4 separate regions of the Mus musculus genome follow, and regions 2, 3 and 4 are each linked to region 1. The links are chromatin contacts, called in public HiCAR-type and promoter capture Hi-C maps. All regions are on one chromosome and are shown on one strand. Each heading gives the region's core, a stretch centred on a gene start, on an enhancer-like site or on the middle of the called end of the contact. The rest is flanking DNA. Distances are from core to core; before and after follow the strand shown.

Region 1 (6,547 bases), core at 548-3,047:
TTATATGCCCATAGAATACGAGCGTTGGATGAGATAGACGGTTTCTAGACTGCCCCTAGAATAAGGGCCTGGGATGAGATGGTTTCTAGAGACCCTTTCAGGTCAGAGAATCCACAACTCCACAGTACATTTTTAAAGTTCGGGATGACTTTGTAATAATCAGGACCTGCCTGCTCATGCGCCATCACTGTAGCCTCCCAGATCACAAACGTTCCCAATGACAGGGGACTCAGGTGGTACTTAGGCTTTCGAGCTGGCGCTGGGCTCTGGCAGCCACACTTATACTTAGTCTCCCTTTATGAGGGGATAATAACACTCATTTGCAGCGAAGCTCCAGGTTGGGGCCACAGGGCAAGGTCCCCTGCCACACTGCTTTGGCCCTGGCAACGCACAGCACCCTATGATGCCCACCCAGCCCTCTGCCTGTACACTTAGATGACGTAGGGCTCACTACCGGCGCTGGCCTGGGGAAAGGGAAGGGTCTCCTCTTTTAGCCTTAAGAAAGTCCTTGGGTGAGGGAGAGGGAGACAGGCGATCAGGAGGTGCTGAGCCTGTTCCTTAGTGGGGACAGATGTCAGGAAATGAGGCAGAAGTGTCCAGAGATGGGCTTAAGCCTTTCTCTCCCTCCACATCCCTCAAGAGATGTCTGGAGGCGAGGGACGTGTAAGGACACATTCCTGTGCTGAGGCACAGGTGGTTATGAACAAGTCCCTGGAGCATTCGCAGAAGAGCAGGCTCTGAGACAGAAGGGCCACATGCTAGCTAAGGGACACTATCAGGATTGCAGCCACAGTGGGACCAGATTCCCCAGTTTCGCTAGTGAGAGTCCCCATCTCGAGAAGAATGCAACATAAGACCTTCATCAAAAGGCATCTTATAGAACTTCCCAGCCCTACACCAGAGGTCTTTAAAGATCCTGGAGTCACTGCACCCCTAGATACATGCTCAGTCCCCCAACCCCCGGAGACACTGTTTTCCTGGCAAGTGGACTGAGGACCGAGTGTGGTAGTACCAACCCTGTCCCACCAGGCTGGTACGCAGAACTGGGCTCCGGCAGCTGGCCAGGGCGCGGACCAGGACGTCCTTCTCCATTGCCCGAATGCAGGTGGGTGTTTGCTCGGCTCGGGTCCAGGCAGGTCTGAGGCTGAGATCTGGCCATTGCCAGCGCGGGGCTCCTCCTCCAGCTCCAGGCGATGAGCCTGGTCTGGGTAGCAGACTGCTCGCCCCACCCGCGCGCCCAGGTCGCCTCGGCAGGGACTCAGGGATGCTTCCTCCTCCACCGTTTCCCGGGACTGGAAGCTGAGGCCCCCGCGGGTAACCCAGCCAGGACAGGAACAATCACGACTCGGGTCCACGGGGCACCTGGGCCACACCGGGGCCTGTCGAGACTGGCTGCCGCGCCCAGGGCGGGCCGCTCACCGCCGCAAGAGGCGCGGGCGGTAAGGACTGGCCCCTAACCTCTGGAGCGCGAACCTGGGGGTCGCTGCTCCTAGTCACCCACTGAGGGAGCGGCCGCACCAGTATCCCGATGGGGAAACTGAGGACTGGAGCGGGGCAGAGCTTTGTGTGAGATCGTGCGGGGGTCTGGAGGATAGGTCTCCGCGACGCCGGGGACAGCATCCCTCCCGCCACAGAGCCGCAGCCCGGGCGCAGCGAGCGTCCCGCCCGGCCCGGTCCCACCCTACCTTGTTGGCTGCCGCGCAGGTGGCGGCGGCGGCGGCTCCGGCTCCCGCTCCGCGCTTCGCGCCGCCCGCCGAGTCCCCGCGCCCAGTGCCGCCGCCTCCCCGCGCAGCCCGGCGGGCGGGACCGGGCCGGGCGGGGTCGGGGCGGGGCGGGACGGAGAGGCCCCGCCTGTGCGCCGCCCGTCGCCCGCAGCTCGGTTCCCGTCCCGCGTGCACACACTCTCGCCTCCGACACGCTCTCGCCGCAGGCTTTGGGTGGGACTCGGGTCCCGAACCTCAGTTTCCCCTTGCTGAGATGGAGACTGTCATCGCGCCTGCCTCCCAGATGGCTCGAAGCTGGATCCCGCAGCGAGCGCCGGGACCGCAGCTCTGCAGGCGGCGGGAGAACTGGAGAGCGGAGGGCGGCTGCGCATCCGGGAGATCCTTCCCACTGCTGCCATTAGGGGGCGCTGCGTCCAAGCCGCTCCCTCTTTCAGCCGGGTGCTCACTGAATATGGAAGATAGGACGTCATATCTTTCATAATAACCACGCCACACCACCTGTCTTGGAAAGTGTTCTTCGTGTCTTGTAGTGATGTGTTTGGTGGGGGGCGGGGGGGAGGAGGGAGACTAGCACTGTACCTGGCACAAAGTAGGTATTGTATATATTGTTAACTAAGAACACAATTTATTACATTTGATCTACCAACGCCTTCAATGTAGTCATAATACTCCCATTTCATAGACAAGAAGTTGAGACTTTAGCTGAGTTCTTGGTAGGCTCTATAACAAATTTAATGTGTGTGTGTGTATGATTTGTGATGGTGGGATTGAACATTAGGACCGTGCATATGCTTGCCAGGCAAGTATTCTACCTTTGAGCTACACTGTGAGACCTCTCCTCTTTTTCTGAAACAAGAGTTCACTAAATTGCTTAGGTTGGCTTTGAACTAGCCATCTTCCTCCCTCAGCCTCTAGGAGCTGGGATTGTAGGACTACACCACCACACTCAGCTCTGGTGAGTCCTTGATCACTTTAGAACAGCAGTCGCTAAAGCCTTCCTCTAGTTCCTGCTGAACCACAGGGCCCTGGGCCGGTTTTCTTCCTAGAGCTGTGGGTTTCCCACGTCTGAATTCCCCCTGCATCCCGCTTGGAGCTGCACTGGCAGAAGCACACAGCGCACAACCGCAGCAGTTGGACCTTTGCCCTCAAGGGTCCATGGTAATCTAAAACATTTTTGTCACTTTTTAACGAGTGTGTGTGTGTGTGTGTGTGTGTGTGTGTGTGTGTGCAAACTTTCAGAAGTTAGTTCTTTCCTTTCATCTTATTTCTGCAATGCTACATATTCCTGGCTGACTGTCCCTGAGCTATCGGGCAATATATCAGATGCCTCCCATCTCCAAGTAGGAGGGCTGCATTCAGCTTTTTACATGGTTCCTGGGGACAGGTCTCAGGCTGCCTGGCTCCTGAGACAGCACTATCACCCTCTTAGGCATTTTACCAGCCCATTTATTAATTTTTTTAAGGAGGGTCCCACATAGCCCAGGTCGGTCTTAGACTGTCTATGAACTAAGAAGAACCCATGAACTCATTCTCCTGTCTACCTCCTAAAGGCTGGGGCCACCATGCCAGGCCCACCACAGTGTTTCTGACTTGGCTTTACCCTGGAGCAGGCTGACTCATCTGGATGCCCCAACACAGTAAAGGCGGAGGCTAGGGTCTGGTGGTCCTCTCTCTCTCAGCATCATTCCCAAGCTCCCGCTCGCATCATCTCCTTTGGAAGGTCTCTTTCAAAATCATCTTAAAAGAAACTCTTTTTTCATGGTGCCAGGCCAGTTGTCTGTTGGGACAGGCTTGTTTGACAGGATTATCTGGGGGACTGTGGGCACGTGGACCCGTAAATCAGAGGGGAGACCTGGAACCTGGCATGCCTCTTCTGTGTCTGGGGAGGGGCTTTCCCTGTGTCCTCTTACCGGTTCCTAATCCTACCTCAGGTGTGGAAGGCAGCCCCTGACAACCCCTAAGTTACACACAAGGGGACACAGCCTACCAGGGCCTGCTCAGACACTATGGGGTCAGACACTATGGGACGTGTTGGGTTGGGAGACATCACTGATTGACTTTCTACTTGTCCTGTAGAATGTGGCCGTGTGTGTGTGTGTGTGTGTGTGTGTGTGTGTGTGTGTGTTGTACTGGGAGAAGATAGCCCCTGGGCAAGGGTCTATTTGGGATATAAGCTTGAACAAAGTAGTTTGGGGGCGTATCCCTCTCACATCCAGTCTTTGGGGTCTCTAGGCCCCTGTCCCTTTGTTCTCTGAGAAGGCCTGCTGGTCCAGGGGTGGGAGGGGTCGATCATGGAGTTCCATCTCTGTTCTGGGTAGGAAGGTGGGGCTGTGGCATCAGATCTTCCAGCCTCTGAAGCAGTGGCCCCTGGGGAAGGGGCAGCAGCTGTGGGGCGAGCAAGGAACCTGACACTAGGGGTAGGCCCCAGGCCCTGAGGGAGGGGCAGGCTCTGCCCCAGCAGCAGCCCAGAGAGTCTCAGGCTCGCCCGCACCCCTTGTTTGTTTCTGTTCCAGTTCAGGCAGCCCAGACACTCATCGTTTTTCTCTTATTTATTTGGTTTTTGAGACACTGTTTGGCTGTGTAGTCCAGTGTTGGAACTGCTGGGATCTGAAGTGTGTACCCCACACCTGACTCCCCCTTTTCTTTTCCTAGAGTTGACCCTGTGGGTATGCCCACAGGCAGTCACGGCCAGAGCCGCCCTCCCCTTCTGTGTGACACTACACTAAGTTCTCTGAGTCCTGTTACTGGAGCTTGGCCTGCTCGTTCAGGGCTGGAGGAGGCAATTAATCCCAGAACACTTACCCCCCAGGGTTAAGCCTCCTGGCTCCAAGAGTAGCTGAACACAAGGCCCAGCACTGCTGGAACACAGTGCAGCTTGGTAAGAAAGCTGCGTTGGTCCCCCAAGGAGAAGCGCAAGTGCTTGGCAGAGTTCTCCTCTAGGGAGAGTTGAGGAAGAGGAGAGGTGGGGGCTGTGGCTTGGTGGGGGAGTAGTAGAAAGGGCACTGTTTATCCAGCAGCCTGTGCCCACAGTTCAACCTGTTTTTGGCTTTTTGGTGGTGGCTTTTGGGAGAGCCGGTCATCACCTAGCCATGTCCCCTCCATGTAAGGCTGCTTACCAACTGGCTCTGGTGAGCCGAGTGGGCTGCTGCCCTGCTCCCCTCCCAAGCCTACCCTGTTGGCCCCACAGGCCAGATGCAGGCCAGAGTGGATGCTTGCTCCAGGTCCACTGTCCAGTCCACATCAGGTTCCTCAGGGTAGCAGGCAGGGGCTCCCCTGGGATGACCCAGTGGGCTGTAAACAGAAGGCAAGCTTTAGGCATGAGGCTGTAGAGATAGTCCCTATGAGCAGGGCGATCTCAACACACAGATCCAGGTGGCAACTCAGGGGGGCTACTGTCTGGAAAGACAGATGCCCTGAAAATGCAGGCCTTGAACTTGGGGTGCCACATAATGGTGACCAAGGCCTGGAGCCAGAGGGTGCCAGCGGGAACATTCCTGACACTTGTGCCGAGGAGCCCTGGTAATGAGACGGCTTCTGTCCTAAAGGTGGAGCGCCATCAACTGCAAGGATGTTGCTTTATGTCATCATGGCTCTGACAGGAGGATCCTGCATGGAGTCTGAGGTCAGCCTGAGTTCCTCGAGACCTGGTCAGAAGACGAAATCCAAACGGAATGGAAATGGTGGTGCCTCTCAGAGACTGGTCAGGTGACCCAGCATGTATCCCTGCCTCCTGTCCTGTGTGTGAAAGTGCTCTGTGGGGCAGTGACACAGGCTGGCAAGCCTGGGAGACTAAGGCCTGGAGAGGGCAAAGGCCTGGTCCAGGGTCACACACACCTCCCGCCCATGGCTGAACTCTATCTTCCTGCCAGCAAAGGTGAGAAAGGCTTTGGGGACAGAGGGCTCGGTCAGCTGTCGCCTTCTCCTTCGTCCTCGCTGACGCAGCCCTCTGGCGGTGCTCTGCCCAGGGATGCCCGTCTCTGCAAGTACTCCACTTTCAGCAGCTCTAGCTCGCGCAGCTCCGCCTCCAGTCGCTCTCGGTGGGCTGCCCGCAGCTGCCGCAGTTGCTTCATGGGAAATGGGTTCATGTCATTGAAGGCTATGCTCATGAGCTTCCTGAAAGGAAGGTACAGTCGGCCAGGGCAAGGTTACCAGTTTCGGCCAGGTCCTGACATCCGTCCACCCTAGAATGGTGGTCCTGCCTTCTGGAGCTAACCTTCCGGGGATGGGGGTGGGGGAGACTATTCCCACCTAGAGCTGAGGCTGGAGGGAGCTAGGCAGGTACCTGATCCAGTAAAGGAAGGGCAGCTCTGGAGGGCTTCCTGGAGGAGGCACATGAGAGCTTAGCTTTGAGGATAGGGACCAGGCTCAAGATAATGGAGGAGCAGTGGGAGAAGGGAGCCAGGAGGCTCCTAGGGGCAGAGCCAGTGGTGGGTTGGTTGTCCCACACCCTGGGTCTTGATGGGAGGGTGAAGGTGGGCTTTGGAGCTTGCTTGCCATACAAGGATACAGAGGGGGCGGACAGCTCACCGGCTGTCGCAGATGGTCTTGGTGAAGAAACGCAGGTACTGGTAGATCTCCAGGCTGTCCTGGAGTTGCAGGATCGCTTCCTCATTGTACTTGAAGATGGCCAGAGCATATCGGAACACCACCTAGGGCACAGTGGGGTTCAGGTGGGGTACAGACCCAGGCAGGTACTGTTGGGGGGTGCTGGGGGGGGGGACACGACTCAGCGACTCCGGGAATATGGAGGTTTCTGGCAGGCCAGAGTGGAAGCCTAGGGCCACAAAGTGTGGGAGGCAGTGGGAGGGAGGGACAGGTGACAG
Region 2 (6,534 bases), core at 1,627-4,126, 1.6 Mb before region 1:
GAGATCAAAAGGAAAGTTATCTACAGATAAAATAAACTGGAATACTAAGATCCTATCATCTTTTCTATGTTACAATCAAGTCAGTACTCCAACATAATTCCTAGTCTGTTTGGGCCAGTAACAAAAGCTTTTGAAAACATTTCCTTCAGTTGTTGAGATCTTTTGGTGCCACTTCTAGGACTTTGGCATTTTTCACTGGGATCCGACCAGGAAGTAGGCTCAGATAAGAATATCAGAAACAGTGACCATGGGGCTTTGCTGACTGCTTTGCTTGATTACCACCTTGCGTGATCTCTTTGCTTACTACTTCGCTTTATTCCTTTGTCTTTGATCTAAGAACTGACCATGTGTCTGGATGAGCCTAGAATGATATAAAAGCAGGCTGGGAAAAAGATAAAGCCGCTTCAGCCTCGCCGACTGACTGAGCTGGCTTGGTCGTTCAGCTGCCTGCAAGTCTGTCTATGCACCATGTGCATGGGGAGGCCAGAAGAGGTGTGAGATCCCTTGGGACTGGAGTTACAAATGTGAGCTACCATGTGGGTGCTGGCATCAAAAGAAGACCAGGTACTGCCCTTAACCACTGAGCCATCTCTCCAGTTGCCATAATAAAAACTTTTTAGCCACAAGAACGATACCTAAAACCCCAAGGCATGCCCAGGAAACAGTAAGGAGCAGGAATTCTAAGCGTCTGGTCTTTAAGCATAGGAAGTCACCTTAGACAGACAGTGTGGTGCTGCTCGCACCCCATCCCACCTGCCACACCGAGGGAGTCAGCAGATAGCATCCCTGTTAATAAAGGGCAGGTGCAGTCAGCACACATGCTCACAACTAACACAAGGAAAACGCATTTACAGCTAATTTACATTCTGAGAAATCAGCTGAGTTGCAAGTTAACATGGAAGCTGTATTTTGGGTTCTTTTTTTCCCCCTTTCTTAGGAAAACTGGAGGCTGACTCAGGAGTCTATCAGCACGGAGGCACCGTCTGCCGCTCACTCAGCACAGGATTTTTAATAGGATGGAACTAATGTTAAGAACTTTAAATACTAAAAAGTGCATTTTGCTGTCCAAATAATTTTTTAAAAAATTCTAATTAAATTTAATTCTAATTGGATAGTCTAGAGTAGTCTCTTCTGAACACACTGACCCTTAAAATTAGGGAAACACCCCTTCTTTAAAATGCTTTTCCCCAAAATCTCATTACTCATCAATTCAGCAGAATTCTGCTGGAAACACATCTAGAATAAAAAACGGCCAGCACCCCAGCAGACAAAAAAAAAGTTTTGTTTTCACCCAACTTTTAGGGAAGGGGGAAAAAAAAGCAAATCTTCCGAAAACAGACTTCTCACAAAGTCCTACTTCCATTTACTTAGCAAAACCCCAGTGCCCAGAATGAGCCCTCGATCTATTGACCTTACCTGGCGGGTCACCAAGGCTGCAGCAGAGGCCAGCTCTGTCTCTCCTCTTCCCAAGCTCGCTGAGATTTCCAGAAGGGTTAAAGTGGCCTTCCTTTAGCTTGCAAGCTTTTCTCTTAACACTCTCTTTTGCCCATCTCCTTTCCCCTACCCAGTAAGCCTTTAGCTTACTGCCAACCACGAGACTTTTCAGAAAATGAAAGCAAAAATCTCTAGCAAACTAACGAAGTGCCCGGTCCACTTTTTAAAACCATATAAAGTACACATGTCATACAAAGACAAATCACGAACGAGTAAGGCACAGTATTCCCTTCAATCTCTAAAAACCTAAATGTATGTAAATTCAACTCAGCAGTACAAGAACATATTTTGGAAATGTTTTTCTTTCAGTCCTTGAAAATTGCGAATTTTATTAATTTTAATTACCTAGACTCAGATCACGCTACTAAGGTAATCAAGAGTCTTTGACCCAAAAATTTTCCTCCAAAAATAAAAATAACCAAAATGTGGTTCCTACAGTGTTCGCCACGATGCTCGGACGCAGACTGACCATAGTAAGTGGCACTTTAGAAAAACAAAACAAAGCAGAAACCCTTAAACCGCTCCCTTATTTCTACTGTTGTTTATGTGCTAAGCAGTCGGTCCTCCAGGGGAAGATGGGACCGCTGTCTCTTACCACCGCACCCCACAGCTCCTCGCACGAAGCCTGGAAGAAGTGGCCATTCAATAAATGCCTACTAAACACTTTTGTCTAACAAGTTGGGGCATTCCCAAACGCTGACTCCACCCCTGTCGTCGGCCGCTGGCTCCCGAATCCAGACAGCTTATGGCCTTGCTCTGATGAAACGAAACCTCATCGCTCAGGAGGACCCAGGGCAGGATCAAGAGAGCCACTCGCCTCCATCCCGCAGGGCAGCCGCTCCTCGGCTCATCCCGCTAGGATGCAGATCCCGAGCGCGGGTTCCCACAGCATCCCGAGAGGCTCCATGTCCAGCAGCAGATCTGCAGGGCACTAGTCCCTGCCCACCCCGCACCGACAGCCGGGCGTCGGGACACAGGGGACGCCTGCGCACAAGAACTGAGCTACCACCCTCCTGGCCCCACCGAGGCGAAGGGTAACAATACCCCTCAGCAGTAAGACAGGGTGGACAGGCGGCCCCGGAACGGCTGCGCGCTCCCCGATGCCTCGGCGCGCTCCCGGTGCACAACCGCCTGCACGTGAGCGCGCCCCGCGCGCGCGCGCCCAGGCCACTCTAGCTGATAGGGTCGCCTCACCTGAGCCGGGCTCCGCCCCCCTTCTCCTCGCAGGAGGAGGCGGTGGCCCTCCTCCGCTCGGACCGACCCTGAGGAAGGAGGCGGGAAGGTCCAGACTGGCTTCCCCGGCTGTGACTTCCGCCCGCCCCGCCCCTCGCTCCCGGCTCCTTCAGCCCGTTCGCGCGGTTCTTTGAGGACCCGGCGGAGGCCTACAGTAAACGGATGTGAGGTACCCATGTCACCGCCTCCACAGGCCTCCAATGGCCAATCATCAGGAGGGCGGGGCCACAGTAGGAGTGACGTTCTGAAAATCTGACCAATCCGCCATCCCAGGACCCCGGCTGTGTTTACTACCACAGCATCCGTGAGCGCTCTGACCAATCACAATTTGCCTTACAGCCCGTAAAACTGTTCTCAAAGATCTTTGAAGGCGGGACTTATCACTTAGCAACACCAGGTTTGGCCTGTAGAAAAGCTATTTTATGTCACGCCCAATCAGAACTCAGCATGAATAAGGAAAGCTAGTGTTTTCCGTCTACTTGAGCCAATCGCAATGACTACTGCCAGCCCTGAGTCCCTCCATTGGCTCGCGCTGACTGTGACCTGGAGTCTGAAGGACAGGTGACTTCCTCTCGCTGTGAGCTGGAGATTACTTCTAACTTGTAGGTTTGAGAAAAGATGTAAACGGAACCCCAAGAAGCCGAGTGAGACGAATGGCGAGCTTCACAATGAGTAGGAAATGCCGTCGGTCTAATGGTGGTTGGGTGGATCGTCGCCCGCATCGCGTCTCAGTTGCCCAGACGTCCAGCATAGCAACGGGAGGGTCGGAACTCAGTCCGACGTGTGCCCACCAAGCCATCAACTCCAGAATCAAGTTTACAGTCGCCACCACCTTAAAACTTCAGGGCTCAGCCCTCTTATCAATGCCGCAAAAGAGTCTGCTGGACCGGGTGGGAAAGAGGAAGGCCCGGCTGCCGCCTTGGCCTCTTGCGGTATACCACCGAGCAGTAAAATCAAGATTATGTGTTCTAGATAGCTTTCCTGTTACTTTGATAAAACTGAACAAAGCAGTTTGGAAGAGGAAGTGTTTACTGGGCTTATCACCATGGTTTCGGAAAGTCCTGGGAAGAATTCAAACAAACCGTAGACTAAAGCTACCTCCTGGCTTGGGCTCAGCTGTCCTTGTGCTCAGTTCACGCCTGCGTGAGAATGGACAGGCCACAAGGGATGAGCCCTACTAAGTCAATTAATAAGCAAGCAATCCCTTTTCCCAAGTGAAGGATAGTATAAAATTCTTAGTTGGTTCACAAGCTAATAGGGTTTCCTAGGGCTTCATCCATCCTTAGTTTGCACCAGTTCCCAACCCCAATAAACCCATATAAAAACCACACAATCCAGTTATAAATATAAGCTATGTACCTAGACTGGACAGCTCTAGCACTGTGCTAACTTATTCCCCAGCTGCGAGACCCTTTGCTATTTGCAGTTTCTCCTGGCCACGTGGTTCTGCTCCTCCTCTTCTTCAGTCCTCTCCCCTTCCCTTCTCCTCTCTACCTGTCCCTACTCTCCAAGACCTCCCACCTCTCCCCTCCCCTGCCCAATTACAGGCCTCAGCCTTTATTGACCAGTTAAAATGGGGAAGAGGATGCCCTCAATACCCTCCCCTTTCCCTCATCCCAGTTTCCTTTCCAGATTAACCCTTTAGCTCCTGACATTCTCTCCCTTTTCTACCATCCACTCCCACTACAAAATGTTTTTTAAGAGAGCATACAGAGCCGAATACAGTAGAATAATAATTACACAAAAATAGAACCTGGTGTGGTAGCTCACACATTTTATCCCAGTACTGGGAGGCAGAAGCAGATGGACCACTATGAGTTTGAGTTTGAGACCAGCCTGGTCTACACAATGTGTTACAGACCAAGCAGGATTATATAGTAAGACCCTGTTAAAGAAGAAAAAGTGCATATGCACAGAGATAAACCCAAGAGATGAAACAGAATGTTAGCAATGGCTCTCTTAAAGGGATGTGAGATTATGGGTTACTACAATTTTATTATCCATAGTTTCTGTGTTTTATACTAGTATACATCCAATATGTGTTATTTTGGTAATTGTTTTAATGATTTAATAAATGTCATGAAAATGAGAACACTTATATGTTTAACAAGATTTAATATAAAGCACTGATTCTTTTTTTTGTTGTTTTTGTTTTTGTTTTTTGAGACAGGGTTTCTCTGTATAGCCCTGGCTGTCCTGGAACTCACTTTGTAGACCAGGCTGGCCTCAAACTCAGAAATCTGCATGCTTCTGCCTCCCGAGTGCTGGGATCAAAGGCGTGTGCCACCACCGCCTAGCTCTTTGTTTTTATTTTAAATTTTTTTGCCATGTTTCATTTATTACTGTTATTGTTGTACGTGTGTGTATGTGCACATGTGCATGCATGCAGGTGCCTCAGCACATAGAGAAAAGCTTGCTGCAGTTGTTTCTGTCTCCGCTTTGATGTTTATAGGGGTTGAGCTCAGTTGCTAATCTTTCACAGCAAGTGCCTTTTCCCACGGAACCACCTCATTGGCCCCAATTCATCTTTTTATTAAAGAATATTGCAAGAATGTTGTGACTTAACATTAACAAAGTTAAAAGCATCAATTTAGCAAAGTCACCTTTGTTGTTCTCTGTTGTGAGTGTGGGTACACACCTATATCCTGACTATCAGCAGAAGAATGAAGGGGAGTTCTAGTTCTGAGTTAACCTGGGCTACTTGCTGAGTGTAAGGGTAGCCTTAAAATAAGAACCTATCAAAGAAAAGTTATTGTTTTGTTTACTGCTATTCCAAAGTTATCAAGAAGTATAAATATGTGGAAATGAACACAATCAGGCAAATACTAGGAAGCCAACATTCCACTGACCCATTAGAGGCCAGCCTGATCTATGGAGTGCATTGAGGCCAGCCAGGGACATATACCAAGACCCTGTCAGTAAATAACTAAATAAGAGCACATAGTGGTCTGTAGGGCGGGGAGTTGAGGATGGACTCTCTGCTCTGTGCAGCTTGCTGGCAGATTGGTACTGATGCATGTGGGACATCAGATCTAGGTATAGTGGTGTATGGCATCCCAGAGGATGAAAAAGAACTGTTTTTAAGTGTTGGTGTGTGAGAAACAACAGAGTGCTGGGAGGAGTTGTTGAAGCTGGTGAATGGAAAGCATAGGAGAAAGAAAAAGCGGAAGAAGAGGAAGAGAAGGGATTTTTGCAAGCCTCTGGCACAGGAACATGGTTAATCTCTCCATGGCCCCAAAGATCAGAGCTTCAGTTAGGGATTGAAGCTGTAGCAGATTTAGCTCCGTGCAAAGGAAACAAACAAAAATCCATCCACTCTGAAGTTAGCCTTACAAAGACTTGCTCAGGCAGCCTGCATCGACTGAGAAAGAAGAGAAAGGAAGAAGAGAGGAGAAGACAGAAGATCAAGGTGACACAGAAGAGGAGAATGGGAGAGAGATGTTGGTGCAAGAAAGGAAGCGGAGAAATAAGATGAACAATGGTTGGTTTCTGAGCTCTGGGTAATCCCTGCAAACCAGGCTCTCCCTTGCATTTCCTCCTCCATCGGCAATATCCTGAAACACCAGCAGATGGAGATATTGCCCTAGAAAACAGGAAAAGTTTCAGCCCCACCCCCAACTTAAAATTCAAATTTTCCTTTTCTTAAAAACACACTCAAAGAGAATGCAAGATGTTTCTGAATTTCCAAACTAAATTTAAGAAGCAAAGATTCTTATGGTAAAATTTACTTACTTTTGTTTGTTTGGTTTTTTGAGACAGGGTTTCTCTGTATAGCCCTGGCTGTCCTGGAACTCACTTTGTAGACCA
Region 3 (6,620 bases), core at 3,159-5,658, 1.7 Mb after region 1:
GCCTAGCCTAACTAGTCAGTTCAATGAACCAAACAAGTGAGAGATGCCCTCTCAAAAATCAAGGCAGACAACACCCAAAGTCTCTTCTGGCCTCCTGAATGCACATACACATGCAACCTCCAACACATAAACACACGCACACACTCACATGTGTACACATGTAGAACAGTTCCATCTCAACACCTTTAAGATAAAACTTGAAGCTGGAAAGCTATTTTTATAATTTTAAAGTGAAAAGTATGAATAATATATATAGTCTAATCAAACTAGAAAAATACATATATAGACATCAAAGCAAATGACTTACATTAGTTTTTTAAAAGAAATGGCCATAGAAGTAAAAAAAAAAAAATACTAAGTCTTCTTATATCAGCATAAGAGACAAAAATTAGAATTATCTTAACACAATTTGTCTGGTTCTGAAGATCATACGTTTTATATGATTATAAAGTAAATAATAAGTTTTTAGAATCCTGACTTGAAAGATAAATAAGCAAATTTAGCAATACATACTGAGCTAGTGGTTAAAAAAAAAAATCACAAAAACTGAATTACAGATTTCTATTAATAAAACAACAGAGAAACATCAAAACAACATTAAGAGGCTACAAATAGTAATACCAAGAATGTGAGATGCTCTGTATCTATATCTAAGTTACCAAGGGAAAAATGAGATGGGAAAGGAAGCTACAGACTTTAGCTTAGGCTGGTAGCTGATCAGTGGCACAGTGTGTGCTCAGGATGCTCAAGGCCCTGGGCTCAATTCCAGGCAGCCTAACGTTTTACAGGAGACACAGAAACCAACTCGCATGCATGGAGCTCATGTGGTTCCAATTTGAGTGACCAGTTTTTAAAATAAGACACAATTAGGAATATTTAACATCAAGTAGTATCTGAATACATTTGTAAGTGTCACAATAGTGTTTCGGGGGGAAATTAAACCAGTGCCTGGACTCTATGACATATAACTGGGGTACAGCCCAAGCAACTTTGTGTTGCTGTTTATTTGTCTGTTCTGAGATGAGAACAGAATCCAGGATACCCATGAACTGTGTTTTATTAAAACTGTCTCAACTAATTTTAAAGAGCAGCCCATAGTGTAACCCATAGGTTACATTTAAAAAGTTATATAAAAAGGATAAATAACCCACCTGCTATGAATCTAATTAAGGGCTTCCAATAGTATTTTTTTGAAGATTGAACACTTTTATTGTTGACATTAATGACTAAAACTGACACCTACAAAAATCTTAAAAATTAAACTCAGCAGACTCTACCAGTGTTTACTTAGCTCTCTAATTACTTAGCTTCCTAAACCAGGTACTATTTTCTTGGCTTCCTATACATATAGAAAAATAAAAAAACAAAAGCAACAGTAATGAAGGTATTAGCTTATAGAAGCCCAGGACTACCAGAGCTAGTAACAACCTAGAGTCTTAGAATCAAGAGATTAGTGAGATGACATCGTCAATAAAACAACTGGAATAAAGGGTTAAAATCTCTAAAGTTAACAGAGAATATCTGACACAACTCCATTCAGATTTATCCATCCCTCTCTTACCTCACATTTTCAAAACTTACACACGACCAGCGCAGAGAGCACAAGCTAGGGAAGGTAAGCAGAAAAGAAACCGCTTCAGTTCTCAAGCAACCTGTCTCTGACACAAAGGAGAGAGGGCCAATAGCACTCAATGAAAGAGTCATCACAGAGTCTGTGGTTTGATGCCCATGCAGGAAGGCTTTCAAGGCATACAGTGATGTAGTCTAGAATACTTTTTTTCCCCCTAGAATACTTTTGAGATAAGGGGAAAAAAATTGTCATTTGATTCCTGAAATTTAGTGTTATAACTTCAGCTATTATTTTATGATCCCTACATATTTAAGAAGGTCTTAGTAGGTCTTTAAAACTGAGGTAGAGTGCTTCTTACTATGGTAAGAGGATATATGGATGTTGAGAGCCAACCACTTAAGGGAAAAAATGATGACCTAAGCTAAACGGGAGCTGGAGTTTTCTATGTCTGCCTGTGAAAGGCATCAAGTTGAAGCCTGAAGGGAACTCAGAGGATTATTCATTAGACAGGTGGGATACTGAGTAAGCAGGTTCCGTCACTGTGACTGAATTAGCAGTCAGACAGGCTACACACTGTTGAGATTAAACCAATGCTCTATGAATATTTGCTAAGCTAGTTTAAGACGAGTTTAAAATGATTAGAACTAAGTAAGCAAATACTATGCTCACATGGGCGCTAACTTGACTTGTGCTTCTGGTTTATGAGAACTTCTGAGGCTTTGCTTTCAGACCATTCATCTTCACAGGAGTTCTCTGAAATGGCTTCTGGGCTTCTTCTGGTCCTATCATCTATCTTTGCTTGGAAAGACAAACACACAATGTGTTTTTAACTAGACTTTAGGAAAATGTAGGCTTTATTGGAGAAGAAATCTTCACTTAGGTATTTAACAGGGTTGATAAATTCTCTAGAAAAAGTCTGTGTTACTTAGAAATAAATGTCCTCATTCTGTTTGGTTTTGTTTGTTGGTTTTTGAGACAGGGTTTCTCTGTATAGCCTTGGCTGCCCTGGACCTCACTCTTCTTAAACTTAGCTCTAGTGACATTTTCCTACAGAAATGTTTCAATGTTTCAATTTCTTAAGAATGTTGATCTTTGAACTTCTCAGTCACCTAAAAATAATTTCTAACAGACAACTCTTTTTAAGGCTGAGGAAAAGATTAGTAATTAGTATCCTTAAGAAGTATATGGCCTCTTATTAATGCAACAGTTCTAGAAGGTGCCACAGTACATAATAACACACATACACACACACACACACAGAGAGAGAGAGAGAGAGAGAGAGAGAGAGAGAGGAGGGAGGGAGAGACAGAGAGACAGAGAGTGACAGAGACAGACAGAGAGAGAGAAGAGAGAGAGAGAGATCCTCTATATAGAAGTAATTTACTGCTATATACTTACAAGTGCTAAGAAGACATATGTGGCCTCGTTTATACACAACTGTAGCCTTCAGAACTATTTTCATTTCATTTAGTTTACACTACTTTATTTTGAAAAAAGCAGAGTATTATATATAGCTTTTTAAAAAATGGCTTTCAAGCCATAATGAGAATGAAAAGTATTTTAAGTGCAGACATTAAACTTTTTATGTGATACGGGGGAATACACACTACAAATTAAGAAATCTATTTCTAGACTCAGTTTCGCCTGTAACCAACTACACAGCTTCTTGCAAGTTAATTATTATTCTTAAGCTGTGAAGAAAGTAATTTATATTCAATGATGCTAATCTTAGCTTTCTAAGAATCTACCACAATTCAAGTATTCTCAAATGCTGTCATTACGGTCCAATTAAATTCCTCTCATGTTCACATATGGAGTTAGACCTTCAGTTTTTGTCTCAATTTGACCTTAAGAAGAGGCCAAGTAAGTTGCATACTCAAGATAGACTTCAGAAGAAGAACTGGGGGAAGATTCTTTTCTAAGATGGGATGGTGTTGGGCAGGCAGGGAAGTACCAAGCACCTAGGTATGCAGGAGAGCTGGTTATTCTCCAGTTCAGAGCACTGACCAAGATTTATGTATGCTTCTAGGGTGCAGAGGTTGCAACAAGGCTAGCAGGAGGCTCTAGCAGAGCCTGTCAGATAATCACATCCTCCACCTTTTCAAATTCCTATTCTCCCAGTCGACACCAAACCAGACTCCAGTTCCGGGTTTCCAACCAATCACATTAAGCCACAACAGAGGGCTTTGCCAGCCGGTTTCAAGGATCCAGAGAGAGATTCACACGACCCCAACACCTGTCGGCTTCTAACGCCCCTCCATGTGGGAGAAAACATTAGGTGTACCCTAGGTCCCTTAGGATTCTGGTGCCCCAAGCAGGTCCTCAACGTCCACAAAACTGAAACGAACTCCAGGGGCCTCAGCGGTGACCTCCCTCCCACGGATCACTCACTCCCCCCAAGGCGAATTCTCCTATTTGCAGGTTCCAAGCCCTGACTGTGCTTTCGCAGGCCTTGTGGACCGCAGGCTTAAGGAGCCAAAAGAACGGCCAAAGTGAAGGTAGTGCCCGGGGGTGCACGCCTCGCCAGCGGAGGAGAGTCGAGGCAAGCAGGGGGCTGCACCGTTCCCCCTCGCGGAGGGCGGGAGGCGTTCAGGGACACAGTCGGAGGGTTTGTCACCCCGACATACACTCACCAGGAGCAGCAAGGAGCATCTGAGGTCTGCTAAAGACAGGAAGACCGCAGGATTCATGGTAACGACGGGGTCGACGGCGGGGTCAGGAGGTGGCGGCTGGGACTGGACCGGGCTAGAAAAGGGCTGGGCTCCGGGGCCGGCGGCAGCGGCACCTCGTCCTCTCGACCCGGAGCTCCAGCGGCGAACACCCGGGACAACTTCCAGAGAGGCCTCTCACGCCCTCACTTCCGGGTCCTGCCCATCTCGAAGCACGTCGGGAAATGTAGTCCATACTGTAGTTTCATTGACCATGTCATCGGAGAGCTGGGACTCTCTTTCCCAGTAAGCCCTGTGCCCACGACGGCCAAGCCATCTGTGCGCGGGGCTCTTCGGGATTGGAAGGGACCGCGTACCTCTGTGCCTCCGGGACGGGAACTACAATTCCCAGAGGGCTGTGCAGCCTGGAGCCCCAGGCTACTTCTTCAGAGCTCCCGGGCTCTAGTGTCCTGGGGTCTGTTCCTGTGGGCGCAGTGGCCTGGCTTGGCGGTAGGGGCGGCCCCGTGAGGGTTGTGCCTCCTGGGGCGGCCCCGGGACGCCATTCTTGGAGTCAGGGGTGAGTAGGAAGCGGTCCAGCATCGGCGGCTCGGGTAGGATGGAGAGCACCGCCCCGGGCTGCTGCTGCGTTTTCTTGGCCCGCCTGATCTGAGGTGTGGCCTGAGCCTCCATCCCTGGCCTCCAAGCTGCTGCCTCTTCTTTCTGTGCTACTTCCTCCGTTATATAAGGAGAATCACCACTGGGGCTTCGGTCAATCACTTACCCAGGGTTGTTTCAGAGGGTCCGTGAAACGAAGAGAACAGGGATGGGAAAGCATGCTGTAAACTGTAAAGCGCAGTGCCCAAGTGGCCGTGACCACTTCTTACAGTACAATTACGAAGTAACCAAGTAATAAAGGATTTTAACTTGGTGTATGGTAGCTTTCCAGAATCTTCTGTGAACATCCAGCTAGATCCACGTGCCTGGAAAGTTAGCCACATCATCACTACTTAGGAGGCATTCTTCATTTGTGATTCTCCCTACTCCAGTTCTTTGCTTCAGCCTTCCTGCTGCCTGAAGTGGCCTTACCCTTTTTCTTTCTGGCTTGCCATCTCAAGTGTCACCACTTCTGACATTTGATTCCCCTGACATCTGTCACAGTCACCAAATCTTTCTTCCTAAGCAGAATTTCTTTTTTCTGTGTGTGAGCTCAGCACCACTACGTTTGCATAGCAGTAATTAGAGTGTTTATTGCACAGGCTTATTTTATAATTATTTAATGATGATGATACATTTTAAAGCACTAACAAAGTGGCTTTGATTTCTTTCTATAAAAAATTATTTATTGGGGTGGGGACAACAAGGAAATGAGCATCTCTGCTAAAGGAGAAGAAGGAGGAGGAGGAAGAGGAGGAGGAGGAGAAAGAAGAAGAAGAAGAAGAAGAAGAAGAAGAAGAAGAAGAAGAAGAAGAAGAAGAAAATGATGAAGAACTAGCAACAGCACCTAGAGGAATGGCTTTCCCAGGGAGACAAAATTAAAGTGTAGTGGAGCCAATACTTAAACCCACTATTTCCTAAGGCAGTGGCCTTATCAATGTAACATTCATCATGTTCTCTGACCAAACCCAAGTTTCATTAAAATAAGAAATTGATAAACAGTAGGATTGGTTATGGTGGTATATGCTTGTCCTCCCAGCACTTGAGAGGTTGAGATGGAAGGATCAGGAGTTTAAGGCCAGTGTGGGCTACATAATAAATTCCCAGGCAACCTAGTCTTTGAATTTCAAGACCCTATCTTTCAAAAAATAAAGGGAGAGAAAAGAAAGAAAAGAAAGGAAGGAAGAAAAGAACAGAACTCATTATTCCCTGAAGCTAAACTTTGGTCTGATTTACCCTTTGGACTTGAGACTCACCCATGACATTTCATAGCTTTCACTTAGCACCAGCTGAATACCTATTACTGTGCTGACTGCTAGAATTGTGGTTAAGCAATATAATTATTAAAGAAATAGAAATAACTATTTTAACATTTTTCAAAGTAGCAAGTAAGGTTTTTTTGTGGTCTAGCAGGCCTAAAACTCTGTTCACGTTGGATCCACAATGATGTTTTAGAATTCAGAACAGTACCTAGAATAGTTGGCACTCTACTTGTTAAATAAACAGTTAACCGTTTTAATTTTTCATATTTACTAAGATCTAAAGACACTCTGTGATCATTAACACAACTGAGCCAGGAACTCAAATGTAGTCTACTTTCACTTCACTCATTGTTTTGTAGTCTCTCAAGTGATTTTGCTACAATCCTACATGACACTCTTCGTTCTACCATGTCAGACATGCTCAGACAAAACAGAAGTGGCTCCCAACACTTCTGGTTTTTTGTTTTTTTTTTTTTTTGCCAGATG
Region 4 (6,501 bases), core at 2,776-5,275, 1.9 Mb after region 1:
CTTATAAAATAGGAAATACAACACCATTCTTGTCCCAAGCTCTTTACTACAGACCAGTAATAAGTTATGTGCTACAATTACTTCAAAAACAACTACCCATATCTTACCTTAATCAGCTATAAGAACAGAAAAACTACCAAGAACTTGAAAAGAATAAACTAAATGCAAGAACTACTTCCAGATAACATACACTATGCCCTCACCCCCAAGTTTTCTATGAAACAATCAATATGGATTTGTTTAGTAAAACTTTCTGAAGTAGGAAAGACAATACCAAGATTAGAGACAGGCAATATACGAAACCTAAACACTGTATAACAATACACCATATGGCCCTAAGGCAAATCATTTACTTTAAGAGATTAAACAGCTTTTCACAAGAAATAACATTCTACATAATGTGAAAGAAAAAAATTCACATTATCAAAAAAAGAGTCACAGTTTACCTTTATGTTAAGCTTTCTATTGTTTGTCGGAAGTGTTCTATCCTCTTTAAGTTGTTCAGGCAAATGTATAGCCTTTGTCTTAAAGTTTGTAGCTGTAGCATTTTCTAACTTGGGCTTCTTTTTACCAACTTTTAGTTTTACTTTCTGAAAATCATCTTGGCGTTTCCTTTTTTTGGTCATTCTTTAATGCTGTCAGAAAGAATGGAGACAATGATTAAAGCAAGGATAAGCGGTAAAAAAATAAAAATATTGTTTTCCAATATTTCTATTACTCTAACACCTCAAACATCACCATGAATCATGCCATCAATAACAATGCCGAAGAATCAGAATAGACAACAGGCAAAAAACCATTAAAGCATGCAAGAATTAGTTTGGTTAAGAAATGCTGAAAACAAGTCATTAACAACAACAACAAAAAAAAAAAAAAAAGGAAAGAATCTTGTTCTTTAACAAAATTCTTTCTTTGCAAGGTTTTCTGAACCATATAAAATTGTCAATGTGCAGTGGTGGCACACGCCTTCAGTTCCAACACTTGGGAGGTACAGGCAGGCAGATTTCTGAGTTCGAGGCCAGCTTGGTCTACAGAGTGAGTTCCAGGACAGCCAGAGCTACACAGAGAAACCCTGTCTTACCAAAAAAAAGAAAAAAAAAGAAAAAAGAAATTGTCAGTGTGCTACACAGAAACCTGAAATTTTTTGGTGTTCTTTTTGTTTGGTTTGGTTTGGTTTTTTTCCCCACTCTGGAACATACCACAGGTACACTTCTGTTAGAAATGCACAGTACTCAGGATTTAACAAAGTGTGAAAATTTTGCTATTTTTAATGAAAGAGATAATTAGGTTAAGTTTCATGAATCAAAGCTAGATGCTACAAACCAATCAAACAACAAATCAAATCAAAACAGAACAGAACAGGTAGGACCCAAGCAGGCAGTAAGGAAGAATGAGTATCTTATGAGCAAGAAAGCCAGGTAAAGGTCAGGAGTGGGAACATGCCTGCTAAGGACAGAAATAAAGGCACATTTTCATCGTTATAGTCGTAAATAAAAAAACAAAAAAACAAAACAGTATCCACCCTCTGCACCCCTCCCCCACCCCAAAGGTAAGCAACAAGATAACAGGAAATGTGATTTAAGAGGAATAAGAAAAGGACTAGTCAGGCCACTAAGTAAACAACTCAAGCACAACCAGATCACCTTGTACTTTTCTTCATTCTCCATTACATTCTTTCACCTTCCATTCCAATTTTCTTGCTCACCAACCCTTTAATCTGCATGCTTCCTGCCCATTCCAAAGTCACTGGCTTTAAATAGTCCTTATTTCTACCCGATTACTACTCAAGCTTCCCACTGGTAAATGCTTTGTCTACACTGTCTCCTCTATGAGCCCCTGGCCATGGTCATCAGACAGCTTTCTACACACAGATGTGACAAGGACAGGGAGCTTTCCTTGCTCTTATTCTTTATAAATGGGGCACTCCCTAACCATGCCAAGGCACCAAGCCTCGGCAGGCACTCAGGTGGCTCCCACAACCCTCTCCAGCTTTTCTTAAAGCTCCTTTCACATTCTTCAAAAATAATAAATTCTGTCTTCCACTGCACACCCAGTTGAGCACTTCTGGTCTAACAGAATTACCTTAGGTCATAAAGTCATAATGCTACACATGGGAGATTTAAAAGTAAATAAATAAAAGTTTACAGTGCTGATAGAATGAATGGATGAATGAATGAATTCTGCTAAGACAGCATATCCAAATTCATAGATTTATGACCTTAGGACCCCTTAAGTAGAAGTTGCCTACTACACAAGAGGCTAAGAGCTGGCTTTAAAGGGAGCACAGTGCATTTGCCTGTGTCAATACTAGACCTGCAGAAAGACTGCTTGAGCTCAGGCACTTTGAGGAACCTGATCAATACAGCAAAATACCATCTCCATTTAAAAAAAAAAACTATTTCTAGAATCGGTGTGATTCTTATCCAAACATATTTTCTACTGTGGTTATGTATCTATAAGCCAAGGTACAGTTACCAGATTTTACCAGATTAAATAAGTAATTGCCCTGTCCATGCTTACCATACCCAGAGCTGTAAGCTGACAGTTGTTTCAAGCACACATGCATGTGTTAGTCAGCCTCAGGACCAACACCTACCAAACATACAAGCCTCACACACCCAGAAAGCCCCGGGACTCATCCCTTTTAATACAAAGCTGGTTTTTACCTATTAAGCAAGCATACTCTGTAAGTTTTTTCTTACAATTTTATCAGTAGTGTTTCCAGAGATAAAAGAAAACGGTTCACAAGAAAGAAAAATTGACCCTGTGACATCTTGCATTATCCTCTAGGCACTCTTTCACGTGTGATGATGGGTCGGTCGGTCTGTCTCTAGCAATCTACATCAGACCTCATTCTCAGTAAGTTGTGCCGTATCACTTCAAGTACACTCTCATCAGTCTGCTAGGAAAATTATGAGGGCTAATAACTTTTAAATCTCGACAATTATTTACAGAAACATACTGACAATTTTTTTCCCACTAGGAACTTGGTTAAAGTTCCATTAGATGCTGCTATTATTTCCATTTAAAGATTTTCGTAACACTGGAAGTCAAATAGCTCTACTAGACTAGACCACTTTTACAGCAGTAGATAGTACAAGGAAGCTAACTCCAGCCTCGGAGCCTGAGCTCTCACTGGACTTGATCACCTTTTTGGTAAGCTTGAAAACTCACATACACATACACATACACATACACATGCCTGCTGCAGGTCAGTCTTAATGCTAACCTGAGCGGAAGAAAGACTGCAACTTAAGCAGACTCCCAAGTAGTTTGCCCTGCGGCCAGCCCATTACCTTTCCTCCTTATTTCCAACTATTCCCGCTCTCCAAAAGAAAGGAAGAAATCAAGGAGAGAAAGTAAGCATTGCAGCAGTTGGCCTACGGTGATTCTCTCCAACCCTTCGCGTCTCCAAAGTTCCCCAAATTCGAGGGGGCAGAAAGAGAGGGTCCTCCGTCAAGGGGAGGGGGAGGAGGGCAGCGATCAGATCCGCCCGCCCGTTTTCGAGCTCGCACACCAAAAATGGAAACTCCGTTTGTCTTTTTTTTTTTTTTTCCCAAAGAAAAACCATGGTTCCTATACCTCAGTGGACGTCGAGTGGAGTCTCTGGCCCGACCCCCACACGCCGGCCTAACACCCGCCGAGCCTCCGAATCGGACCGCGGCCGCTTGAGGCGTTTCGGAAGCCCCTCGGCCGGCTCTCACGCTCGGGGTGGGGGGACAGCTAGGACCCCGGCCGCCCTACCCGCCGCCACAGTCCGTCCCTCCGCCTGGGCCTCGCGTGTCCGCGCCCCAGAAGAGCCGTGCAGGACAGACAGACGCCGCTCACCTGAGAGCCCGGACGGACCCGGAACGCGGAGACGCGGCGGAGAGCGAGCGACCGTCAAGCCCCGCAGGAGCACGCCGTGAACCGCCGGCCGCAGGCTTTCCGCTCGCTCCCAGAGCGTGTTTTCAAATCGCCTCGTCCTCACGCGGACGCGTCTCCTTCCGCCGCCCGGAAGTGGGGGCCCTCCCTCGCCGCGCTCACGTGACCGCAGGTCGCAATCGCGCGCAGCCGGAGGGCGGGTCCAGATTTGCACGCCACGCCCCCTCTAAGAGGGGCTGCGCCGGAAGCTGGAGGAAAGAGAGGAGGGTCTAGGGTCCAGCAAGCCGAGTCAGGTCTTCCAGCATCCTTGGCTTGGAGGATGTTGGCTGGTTACAGCTTGAAAGGCGGTCTTCTCCCCCCAAGGACTTCAGTTCTTCAAACCTGGAGCTAGAGAAAAGTATAAACTGAGCTTAATTGAGGAAGGAAAAAGTTTCGGACAGCAAAGATAGCATTTCTGGGAAGGGTAACCTGGACTAAAGGCAAATAGACAAATGCTAAGAGGTTACAAACTATACCTTGTGGCAGAGTCCCGGAAACCTAGGACAGGGTTTTCCCCAATTCAACATTTTCAGCATATAATTAACTTCTACTAATCAAAGTAAGTGGATTTAGAGAAATTTGAGACATTAAAATGCCTACAAAGAAGATGTGAAGAAAGAAATCTTGAAAACAAAACCATCTAAAGATTGACTTAGCCACATATAAGGAAAAGCATACAGATAGAGTGTCAGCCTAGAGTCAAATTTGTCTTTGCAGCTTCCTACATATAAGAACTAGAAAAGCCTAATACCTTATATTGAGGTTCAATATACGAAGTAGGGATAAAACGATAATAACTAAATTCAGGAGACCCAAGCATCAGAATTAAGGTCACACCTCCTCTGTGTTAATGAATAAAGAATAAAGCCAAAAAGCCACCACACAGACAACCTCCCCTCCCCCACCGCACCTGCCTTGGGAGTTGATGACATTATATGTAAAACTATAAAATAAAAAAAAAATTATAAAGGCTTATGCCACCTAGATATGCCCCCTAAACTCCAAAATGCTACCAGCTTATTCAGAACTTCTCCCTTCAGCTTTGCAATGTATATCTATCTCAGTATCAACAAGGACTAAAAGATAACTCTGCACATCCATTCTGAAATATTTTCCTACAACCTCTTCACCTTAAATAGCATCCCATCCTGCCAGTTACTCAAGCCAAACCTTAAAAGCTGGCATCTTTCTGAGACCATGTGGCTTCTAACCCAGGAGAAAAACCAGCTGGCTCTGACTTCCACTATTAATCACCATCTCCCTGGCTACCTTCAAGGTCCACATCACCCCGATCAGAGGAAAGAGCCGGGAACACATTTCTCTCCATCTTAGACCCCATACAGTCTAACATTTGCAGAGCAGTTCTCGGAATATTTTTTTATATATGGCAAAGCATGTCACTATAAAACTCTTCGGTGGTTCCCCATGTCACTTACCCCCCCAAATCTAGAGTCCTTCTGATGGCCTCAAATCCTACCATATTGGAACAGTCCTTTGCAGTCCTCTGAGCACTGTTTTGCTATGTTCCCTTTTCTCTCTGTTCCTGTGACCTTCACTTCTTTGCTCTCCTTAAATACAAGAGACGTGTACCCCTTTATCTTTCTAGTTAGACCTTTTCTTTATATTCCTATCTGCCTGAAGTACACAACCCAGTAAATCCACTGGACAAATTTCCCTCACTTGAATTTGCTCAAACATCTTCTACCTTCAAGGTATGCCTATCCTGGTGGCCTGAATTAAAAATCATAACATATTGTCCTACATATAGACATTTCCTTCCTCTGCTCAACATTTTTCTTTCTTAGGGTGTACCACCTTCTAATGTACTGTATAATTTACATACCGCTTACTACCTGTCCCCCTCACTCACCACTAAAATATATGTTTCATGTTGCACCTCTGTTTGGTTCAGTCTATATCCTAAATACCTAAAATAGTGTATGGAGCATAGTAGGCCCACAATAAATATCAACAAAACACATGCTATTTGGTAATGTTCAGCCATAGTTCTTTTGTTTCCTATTTTGGTGTAGAACAGAGATTATAGACTCAGAGAAAAGCAGGCCTGGTGGCTTTGTGTGTGGCTAATATAAATATTAATGGTGTGGGAAAAAAAAAAAGCAGTCACTTTCGAACAATGGGCAATATTTACCCTGAAGGAATGCAGAGCAAAATTAAACCCCCAGAAATGTTTATAAGAAATCTAGTCTTTAAATATGGGTAGTGTTCTTTGGATTTGAAGTTGGTCCCCAGCTAACCACACCATTGAGAGGTGATTGACGCTAACTCCATGGATGATTTAATTAGCTTACCATTGATAAGTTCAGACTGAATAAGCAATAAGAAGTAGTTTTGGTTAGAAGGAAAGGCTGGTGGGGGTGAAGCGCTCCTGGCCCTTTTGAGTATGCCTCTCTCTCTCTCTCTCTCTCTCTCTCTCTCTCTCTCTCCTTCTCGGCCACTTCAAAGTGAGCCTGTCTTTTCTAGGTGCCACAGGGCCAAACCAGCAAAGCCGGTTGGCCATGAAGTGAACCCTATGAAACCATGAACCAGAGTGAATCTTTCCTCTTTTAAATTGTTTATCTCAGGTGGTTTTTGTCA

Evidence for each region. Promoter capture Hi-C pulls out the DNA fragments that hold promoters and counts their contacts. HiCAR-type assays count read pairs that join an accessible place to other places. Capture Hi-C pulls out chosen DNA fragments and counts their contacts.
Region 2: a promoter capture Hi-C map of adipose tissue shows a contact between it and region 1, with 2.9 times the contacts expected there. The contact joins the promoter of Zbtb5 here to the promoter of Coro2a in region 1. A contact is called at or near these places in 4 of 39 promoter capture datasets (hippocampal neurons, liver and pre-B cells), 1 of 484 Hi-C or Micro-C datasets (B cells), 1 of 115 datasets of contacts at active chromatin or transcription factors (pancreatic cancer cells) and 1 of 9 other capture datasets (adipose tissue).
Region 3: a contact with region 1 is called in a HiCAR-type map of astrocytes, with 2.4 times the contacts expected there. The contact joins the promoter of Erp44 here to the promoter of Coro2a in region 1. A contact is called at or near these places in 1 of 39 promoter capture datasets (hippocampal neurons) and 1 of 115 datasets of contacts at active chromatin or transcription factors (astrocytes).
Region 4: a promoter capture Hi-C map of liver shows a contact between it and region 1, with 5 times the contacts expected there. The contact joins the promoter of Tex10 here to the promoter of Coro2a in region 1. A contact is called at or near these places in 3 of 39 promoter capture datasets (the 3T3-L1 cell line, liver and stem cell-derived epiblast-like cells) and 1 of 115 datasets of contacts at active chromatin or transcription factors (pancreatic cancer cells).

What each region holds. Positions count from the first base shown.
Region 1 is chr4:46,600,132-46,606,678 of GRCm38.p6, forward strand. It overlaps Coro2a (coronin, actin binding protein 2A), which reads right to left and starts at 1,798. Exons shown (of 12, transcript NM_001164804.1): 1 at 1,686-1,798. It overlaps Tbc1d2 (TBC1 domain family, member 2), which reads right to left. Exons shown (of 13, transcript NM_198664.3): 12 at 6,252-6,373; 13 at 4,259-5,837. The coding sequence ends at 5,630.
Region 2 is chr4:45,009,536-45,016,069 of GRCm38.p6, forward strand. Zbtb5 (zinc finger and BTB domain containing 5) reads right to left here and starts at 2,877. Exons shown (of 2, transcript NM_173399.3): 1 at 2,689-2,877. 1700055D18Rik (RIKEN cDNA 1700055D18 gene) reads left to right here and starts at 3,275. Exons shown (of 1, transcript NR_166789.1): 1 at 3,275-4,816.
Region 3 is chr4:48,275,181-48,281,800 of GRCm38.p6, forward strand. Erp44 (endoplasmic reticulum protein 44) reads right to left here and starts at 4,409. Exons shown (of 12, transcript NM_029572.3): 1 at 4,204-4,409. The coding sequence starts at 4,260. It overlaps Invs (inversin), which reads left to right and starts at 4,580. Exons shown (of 17, transcript NM_010569.4): 1 at 4,580-4,795.
Region 4 is chr4:48,469,438-48,475,938 of GRCm38.p6, forward strand. Tex10 (testis expressed gene 10) reads right to left here and starts at 4,026. Exons shown (of 15, transcript NM_001355740.1): 1 at 3,829-4,026; 2 at 447-635. The coding sequence starts at 626.